Regions from separate parts of the Mus musculus genome. Here region 2 is linked to region 1. Evidence: chromatin contacts called from public HiChIP or PLAC-seq data. All regions are on one chromosome and are shown on one strand. Each heading gives the region's core, a stretch centred on a gene start, on an enhancer-like site or on the middle of the called end of the contact. The rest is flanking DNA. Distances are from core to core; before and after follow the strand shown. Region 1 overlaps Parvb (parvin, beta). Region 2 overlaps Arhgap8 (Rho GTPase activating protein 8).

The links. HiChIP or PLAC-seq counts read pairs in DNA pulled down with a chosen protein or histone mark.
Region 2: a contact with region 1 is called in an HNF4G HiChIP or PLAC-seq map of pancreatic cancer cells. The contact joins two enhancer-like sites. A contact is called at or near these places in 1 of 115 datasets of contacts at active chromatin or transcription factors (pancreatic cancer cells) and 1 of 9 other capture datasets (pancreatic islet).

What each region holds. Positions count from the first base shown.
Region 1 is chr15:84,293,295-84,297,325 of GRCm38.p6, forward strand. It overlaps Parvb (parvin, beta), which reads left to right. Exons shown (of 13, transcript NM_133167.3): 7 at 2,263-2,321. Among named protein-coding and RNA genes, the nearest start is that of Gm22890, 28 kb to the right of the region's middle. Within about 2 kb of position 1,732, at least 15 of the 459 cell types and tissues checked have an H3K27ac peak or open chromatin away from gene starts, as enhancers often do. A contact at or near this core is called in pancreatic cancer cells, where this site is marked.
Region 2 is chr15:84,768,204-84,772,234 of GRCm38.p6, forward strand. It overlaps Arhgap8 (Rho GTPase activating protein 8), which reads left to right. Exons shown (of 12, transcript NM_001164628.1): 11 at 1,794-1,897; 12 at 3,578-4,004. The coding sequence ends at 3,874. Among named protein-coding and RNA genes, the nearest start is that of Gm52202, 21 kb to the right of the region's middle. Within about 2 kb of position 1,643, at least 25 of the 459 cell types and tissues checked have an H3K27ac peak or open chromatin away from gene starts, as enhancers often do. A contact at or near this core is called in pancreatic cancer cells, where this site is marked.

The DNA of each region.
Region 1 (4,031 bases), core at 482-2,981:
TCATCCTCCATTATTTCTTTTTTTAGGTTCATTTCTCTTGATTTACTCAGAGAAGGGAGCCAGGACCTGGGGTCCTGCTAACGGGGGAGTGGGGGACAGGCATGGATCTGCTGTGAGGACTGTCTTGTGTTTTAGTGTTCAAGCACACAGGTGCTGGCCGGGTTTGGTTCCTGTGCACAATTTTACCAGGAACCACGTATTAAGCACCTACTGGGTGCCAGACATTTGCCTGAACTGCTGGGGACCCTGGGTGAGGATAACCAGTTTTGGCCTGGAAGAGACACCTTATCTGCCAAAGGGCTGAGGTCACACTTGGGACCTGTATGTCGGTGTTTATGTGTCTGGAGACATTCAGCTACACTCTGTTCTCTGGATTTTTAACTTATCTGTTTTGTGGTCTGTGGTCCACTGGGACCTGGCTGAGCCTGTGTTTTCTGAAGCCATTCCGACCTCTCTACTGCCCTGGGAGCTTAGTGGTACCCTGCCGGGAAAGCCCCGTGTCTGACATTAAGCGGAAGGTCACCTGCCATTTCTCCCTGCTTCCTTCCCCATCAGGATATTTGTGGTCAGCGAGAGTGACGCAAACTCAGGGGGACCATTCCTGCGGCCCTAGACTTGGCTGCTGGCTCCTAGGCAGCGGGCCGGGAAAGTCTTCCCAAGGACACATGGGAAAACGGTTCCTAAACCTACCTACGTCAGTCCAGGCCTCAAGAGTACTGAGCGGGCTCACCATCTGGGTATTTTCTTTCAGTCTTGCACACTGGTCCAAGACAAGCTGGGGGTTTTTTGGAAAATCTGACTGCCCTTGCAAGCCCCCTCCAGCTTGCTGCGCCTTGACTGGGATTCCGGGGTTGTCTGCATTGAGTCCAAAGGAAAAGAAACTGGGCAAGGAGATTCAACTGGATGGCAGCCTCTCAGCCTCCCAGTGTCTACTGCCTCTCCTGAGGTCCTCCAGACTGTCTGTGTGCTCGCTCGCTCGTTCGCTCGCTCGGGTGGCCCACCAACTTATTTGAAATGAGGCCATGCGAGGCTGGAAGGCATGAGATCCAAGCCTTGCTTACCCCCCCACCCCCACCCCAAGCCTTGCTTAGCCCCCCCCCGCCCCCCCCCCCAGCAATGGAAGGATTTCTCATGGCTGCGGTGATCGGCCTACAGACTCGGAGTGATGTTGCTAACCTTTCAATTATCCGGTTCCCAGTTTACCAAAGCCCGGCAACCAACAGGCACCTCATTCATGCCTATGCAAATAAGCGAACCCAATACCCAGAGTCTTCCTTGGCAGGCTCTGTTGAGTGCCAGTCAGAATGAGACTGGGATGAGCCATATGACGTCCCCAGTTGCATTTACTTGTTCACCAGGACCAGTCTACAAGATCCCTAGAGCCAGCTCAGGGAAGGGTGAGAGGGCTGCCTGGATAGGACTCAGGTTCCTGTCCCTCAGGAGCTTCAAGCAGGGACCTGCGGTTATGGCTACTTTGGCTGGCCTCTGGGAACTTCCAGTGTATGCGGGCTGCTATCTGCCATCATCTCTGCTGTCCTACCACTGCCCCGTGTGCCTGCCAGAGTTGCCGGGATGAAGGACCACTACTAACTGGAGCTTCCAATGGCGGGTGGATTTCTCCTCCCAGCACTTCCGGACTTTAGGAAAGCAGCTCTCTTTACCCTGTTCTGTTTCTGCCAAGGCTGGCTGTGTTCAGTGTCCATGTTCGTGCACTGCCACGGCCCTCTCTGTTTCTACTTTTTCCTTTTGGGGTATCCCACTCACCCCAGCTGCAGAGCTCACCACTATGTGGCCATTCTTAACTAGTATTGGAAGCCGAGAAGGAAAAGCAGGTTCCAACATCCTGGGTAGACATGTTTGGGGGATCCCGTTTGAGCAAGTGCCCACATGTTCTTTCTCTGGAGTCCTGTCCCCCCACCCCCACCCCACATGACTCATGAACTACCCATCTCTCCTGCCTCAACCGCAGAATATGGTCTCTAGTTGGTGTTTCTTGCCTGGAATGTTTCTCCCAAGCTTTGCTTAGTGACCATATCCCAGGGTACCACGGAGAACAATGTGAGGGTAGTCCCTCGTGTCGTCTGGAGTATACCCGTCCAGGCGTGAAGTGTGCACTGGGGCACATGGTTCTCCCTTTCTAGGCTGGCGTCCTGCCCAGGGTCACCATGAAGGGATTTCCCATGAGATCAGTGTTTGTCCTCTGTGTTGCCCCTGCTCCGTGGTCTGTCTGTCTTGATGATTTGTTTGCTTTGGGGTTTTCAGAAGCGAGAAGGCTTGCTGCACTCCAGCCACATCTCAGAGGAGCTGACCACGACCACAGAGTAAGTGGATGGCAGCCGCTCCTCAGGGTTCTGTACCTCAGGGACCCATGCCTCATGCAAGGCCTCAGGCCCAAGGCCCTGGCTTCAGCCCGGGACACTAGCCTGGGGGAGCCTGTGTTCATTCCTCCATACTCTTTAGTCTTAGTGTGTGCTTTTTTTGTGGAGTGACTTGCCTGCCTTCTTTCTCCACACAGTCCCTCTTGGGCTTCCCATGTCCGTCTCTCACCTCAAAGAGAGTCTCTCATTCCTTATTTTAGGAGGTGAACTGAAGGGATGGGTTAGTCAGTGAAGTGCTCACTGTGTGAGCATGAGGGACCCGATACTCAGCACCTATGTTAAACACGCGCGCGCGCACACACACACACACACACACACTCACACACACACAATTCAGGGACAGGGTTATGTATCTATAACTCCATCATGGGGGTGGCAGAGACGGGTGGATCTCTGAAGCCCATTGGTTAGTCTTTCTACCCAAATCAGTGTGTCTCAGGTTCAGTGAGAGACCCTGCCTCAAAAATACAACTCACACACACACACACATACAACACACACATACAACACGCACACACACACACACACACACACCATATACATTATACACAATTAAAAAAAAATTAAAGGAATGTCAGGGTGCCAGGTGTGTTAGCTCAGGATAGCCACCGAGACTCACGCTCACACTGGCCAGTCAAGTCCTGCTTGTTTTCTAGTTTTCCTCTCCCCTTGTCTATCAACAGTTGCTCTCTTAGAGGGAGCTACCATGTGATCAGTCAGAACTGTCCTAAGGTGGACACTGTTGAGTCCTCTGGTCTCTTTGAGCAAGCCATACTTTTCAAAAGCCTAGAGAAACTTGATCCTAATAGCCAACCAGATAGTGTACCATGTGTGAGGGCCCACGGTACCCCAGGATGGACCGGAGGAACTCGACACCTCTGATCCTTCTGAAGAAACCGGTTTCAGTGTTTAAAACATGGACGGTGTCAGCTAGCTCACCAATTCTGTTCACAGAGACGCTAAGACTGACTGTGTATTCAGTATGGCCTTTCCACAGCTGACTGGAACAGAATCCATCAGGCATGGAGAGTGGGCTGACAGATAAGCTGAAGACATGGCAGTGTGCTCTGGGATGTGTGTGTGTTCTGTTCCATGTAGTTCCCAGGGGAAGGCAGATAGTTGGGGAGGGGGTTGGGATTGGGGGTGTTGGGAGGAACGACAGGCTGGTGTGTGTTGTGACAGCACCGTGGGCCTATGGCTGCAGAAGGGCAAGTTCAAGGAACAGGGGGTGGGGTAAGGACTTGGTGGGGGCTTGGTGGTCTGTCTCGTGAGACATCACCCCTAAGTTCATTTCCTTTCCTCACAAGCCCGCACTCAGCTATGAATGGGCTCAGCCAGGCAGTTCTTGCTGTGCCTGGTCCTGTGATATGTACATCTGAGGGCTTGCTGGCGTCTGACGGACCAAGGTAGCCTCTCTTATATATTACTAAGGCCAGATGCCAGCCCCCAAGGCAGCCTCTGGAACACAGCGTCTGTGGCCTTGAGGAGACATTTTCCCAGATTTCACCTTAATGGTGTTGGTGTCCTGTTTATCACAGCTGATCCTTCGGTCCCAGCTGACCAGAGTCACGGATTACTTTAAAAATATTGCATAAATAGCCCCATAGAGTATTTGAAGGCCTCTTAAAAATCCCCTCTGAAACTTCACCAGCC
Region 2 (4,031 bases), core at 393-2,892, 470 kb after region 1:
AATGCTATACCAAAAGTCCCCCATACCCACCCACCCCCAATCCCCTACCCACCCACTCCCCCTTTTTGGCCCTGGCGTTCCCCTGTACTGGGGCATATAAAGTTTGCTTGTCCAATGGGCCTCTCTTTCCAGTGATGGCCGACTAGGCCATCTTTTGATACATATGCAGCTAGAGTCAAGAGCTCCGGGGTACTGGTTAGTTCATAATGTTGTTCCACCTATAGGGTTGCAGATCCCTTTAGCTCCTTGGGTACTTTCTCTAGCTCCTCCATTGGGAGCCCTGTGATCCATCCATTAGCTGACTGTGAGCATCCACTTCTGTGTTTGCTAGGCCCCGGCATAGTCTCACAAGAGACAGCTACATCTGGGTCCTTTCGATAAAATCTTGCTAGTGTATGCAATGGTGTCAGCGTTTGGATGCTGACCTCAAGCTTTTCATAGACGAGGAATCCTGTGTCCTGCCAGCAGCATGCATACAGCCCCAGGGTCTCCTGGTCACTGCACAGGCTTAGTGGGAGGACAGTGATGATGAGTCAGAGGCTGGGGACTGGGGAACAGGATCACATGCATGCTGCACCCACATCTCAGGGAGCTGTGTAAATGCTTGTGTGGGGGTGTTTTTCTTGAATTTTTTTTTGAGACAGGGTTTCTCTGTGTAGCCCTAGCTGTCCTGGAACTCACTCTGTAAACCAGACTGACCTTAAATTTAGTGATCCATCTGCCTTGCTCTGCCTCCCAAGTGCTGGGATTAAAGGCCTGTGTCACCACCTGGCTCTCGGGTGATTTTGAGTGCTTCAGCTGGAACCACTGAGTGACTTGCTCTGTTTCTTTTTAAAAATTGATCTCAGAAATGGTCTCACTAGGTAGTCCAGGCTGAGCTTGAACTCCTAATCCTTCTGCCTCAGCCTCCAAGTGCTGAGATTGCAGGCTTCTGCAGCCGCACTTGGTTTTAGTTTAGTCTTTCCTCCGAGGCTGTAGCTCAAATGGAGGATCTGAGGATGTAGACAAGCTGGTAGGGTGTTTGCCATGCCCAGCACTGCATAAACCCAGCACAGAGGCATCCAACTGAATCCCATCACTTGGGAAGTGGAGGCAGGAGGCTTAGGAGTTCAAGGGTATCCTCAGCTACATAGTAAGTCTGGGGCCAGTCTGGGTCACATGAGAACCTGTCTCAAAGCTCAAATGGAGGGCAACCAAAGGGACTGAGGGTCTATGCATGAAACAGTTACATCCCACGCCCACACCGAAAGTGAGATTTTTTCCAGGAACCACACAGTGGTCTATGTACATGGAGAATCACAGGTAGGTGCATTTGTCTCCAAGGAGGCCAGAGGGTAAATGCTGAGCCTTCCCCAACCACAAAGTCTCCATATCAGCTGCTGCTCCATCCTTGTAACCCACAAGCAGCCCTAGGCAATGTGTCAACACAACATGGTTGTGTTCAAGTAAAATATTACTGACTGAGAGCTGGCATGGTGGTGCACCCTTCTAAAACCAGCACTTGGGGGGTGGTGGTGGGTGGAGAGAAAAGAGCAAACAAGACCGTTATTAAGAGAGAAACTTGCCGGGCCAGATGTGGACAGCTGTCTGTGTGTAGATTACTGGCCCTGGACTAGCCGTTTGCTGTTTGCTGAGTGACTCACTGCCCTGCTTCCCAGCAGGCTGCAGTTTCTGTAGCCATCATGCAGAGGAGGAAGGAGCCTGGCAGAAGTAATAAGGTGCTGAGCAGAGCCACATGGCCAGGCTGTCCTGGGGACTGTGCTTCCCTGGCCAGCAGTGTCATGCCATTGCAGGTGTGGAGAGCAGCCTTCGAGTGACCCACTGCCGCCTGATCCTGCGGAGCCTCCCAGAACACAACTATGCCGTACTCCGCTACCTCATGGGCTTCCTGCATGAAGTAAGTGTGACTAGCTGTCTCCCAGGAGAAGGAAGACCAGCCCTAAGACTGGATCTGGGGGGGCTCTTGACAGCAGTCCCTGCACAGACGGGTCCTGCTTGCCTCAGGTCCAAAGTTATAGCCAAGTCTACTCTCTTTAACCTCCAAAGGACTTCCCCTCAAGGGCCAGCCTGGCGCCTCTGAGAAGCCTGGCAGTCTGATGCGATGCCCAGGGATGGGAAAGAGGAAGGCCAGAGGAGACAGTCTGTCGTATGATGTCACATTCTTGGCTTTCTATGTGTGGTGTGTATGAGTATATATGTTCATGCGTGTGTGCGTGGATGAACGTGTGTGATTGTCCCTGTGGGGGTCAAAGGTCAATGTCAGAGTCATCCTCACTCCCTCTTGGTTTTTAGTGACAAAGACTCTTAAAGACCCAGAGCTCATTTATTCAGTCAGCCATTATCAGCTGGCCAGTGAGCAGTGAGCTCCTGGGATCTGCCTGTCTTTATGCTCCCGTACCCCAGTGCTCCAATTATAGGCATGTACCACCACACTCATTTTTTTTGTGGGGGCCGGGAATTGAACTCAGGTTCTGTGACACGTGCTTTAGCTCCTGAGCCACCTCCCCCACTGCCCTCTACTGTACCCCCACATTCATAAGCAGTTCTGTCTCTCACTGTTAGTTTTCACGCAAGCAAGGATGTGCTCGGGCTGGCTTACTGGAGAAGCGGTTCTTAAGCTCCTCCTCAGACGCTGCTGTGAGCTGGGCTTGCCCTATACAAGGACTCAGCAGCAGGTCTTCTTTAACCTCAGGGCCCAGTTTCCTTATCTAGAAAGTGGGGAGTACTGAATCCTACTTATGCAGGTGGCTGTGATGGCCCGGAGGATGGAAGCCCCCAGCACAGAAGGCACTTTTCTCGCACTACTGGACCCGGGAGCCTGAGCTCACTTCCCCAGCCATATCACAGAAGCCAGAGGGTGTCTGGTTTAGATCTTCAGTGCTGGGTCCCCCACCTCAACCCAGTCTGCCAAAGTGGAAGAGATGCTGATGGGGTACCCAGGATATCCTAGATGGTGGAATCAGAGGGTCCCCACAGTATCAAGGCCAGAACCTTTTACAGATGGGAAAACTGAGAAGCCGAGACCCCCAAGTGGAGACATGGCCACATAGGATTTTGATACTGGCTGAGGTCTCTATTCAAGAATTCTTTTATTTACTTGTCTGTTTATTATTTACGTTCTGTAGCATGTGCACACACGCATAAACGTTTATGCGTGTGTGCATATGCTACAGAACGTAGACATGGAGGTCAGAATACAGTTTGCAGGGGCAGGTCCTCTTAGGCCATGGATTGGTGGGTCCCTCAGATTGCTAAACTCTGCAGAAGTTTACCATTACCCACTGAGCATTCTCAATGATTCCATTGGTGTTTGAGATGGGGTCTTTCACTGGCCTGGAACTCTGCTTGGATTATTCTGGGCTTCAAACACAAGCTGGTGGGGCAAGCGCTTGTCTCGAAGAGCGCCATCTCCCCAGCTCACCCCCTCCCCCTCCAGAGCTCTTCCCACCACACTGGCCCGTCAGGGATGTGGACAGAATCACCCAGAGCTCTCTCTCCACACCAGTCTCCCTTGGGGTGAGGGTGGAGTCCAGACTGCTGATGCCCGGGGCTTCATTTCTTGGATTTCCTCTTCCAGGTGTCTCTGGAGAGCATTTCAAACAAGATGAACAGCTCTAACCTGGCGTGCGTGTTTGGATTGAACTTGATCTGGCCATCCCAGGGGGTGGCTTCCCTGAGCGCCCTGGTACCTCTGAACTTGTTCACAGAGCTGCTGATAGAGTACTATGACAAAGTCTTCAGTTGCCAGGAGGCCCCTGGGGAGCACACCCGGGATACTGTGGAAGTACAGCAGGCTGGCCCTGTTACCAAAGAATTTATGAAGACGGGCACTCCCCGGGCCTCACCATACCTGTCCCGCCTCCGTATCTCCTGACTAGCTTGAGACACCTCAAGATGGAGACTGGAGATGCCCCCTTCCAATCTAGGCATCTGTGTACCTGTTTGTCTTATGAACTTACTATCTTTAAGAAGACACAGGAATTAAATGAACCCAGAACTTCCTAGTGGGGGTTTTGTGCTTCTGATTGTTG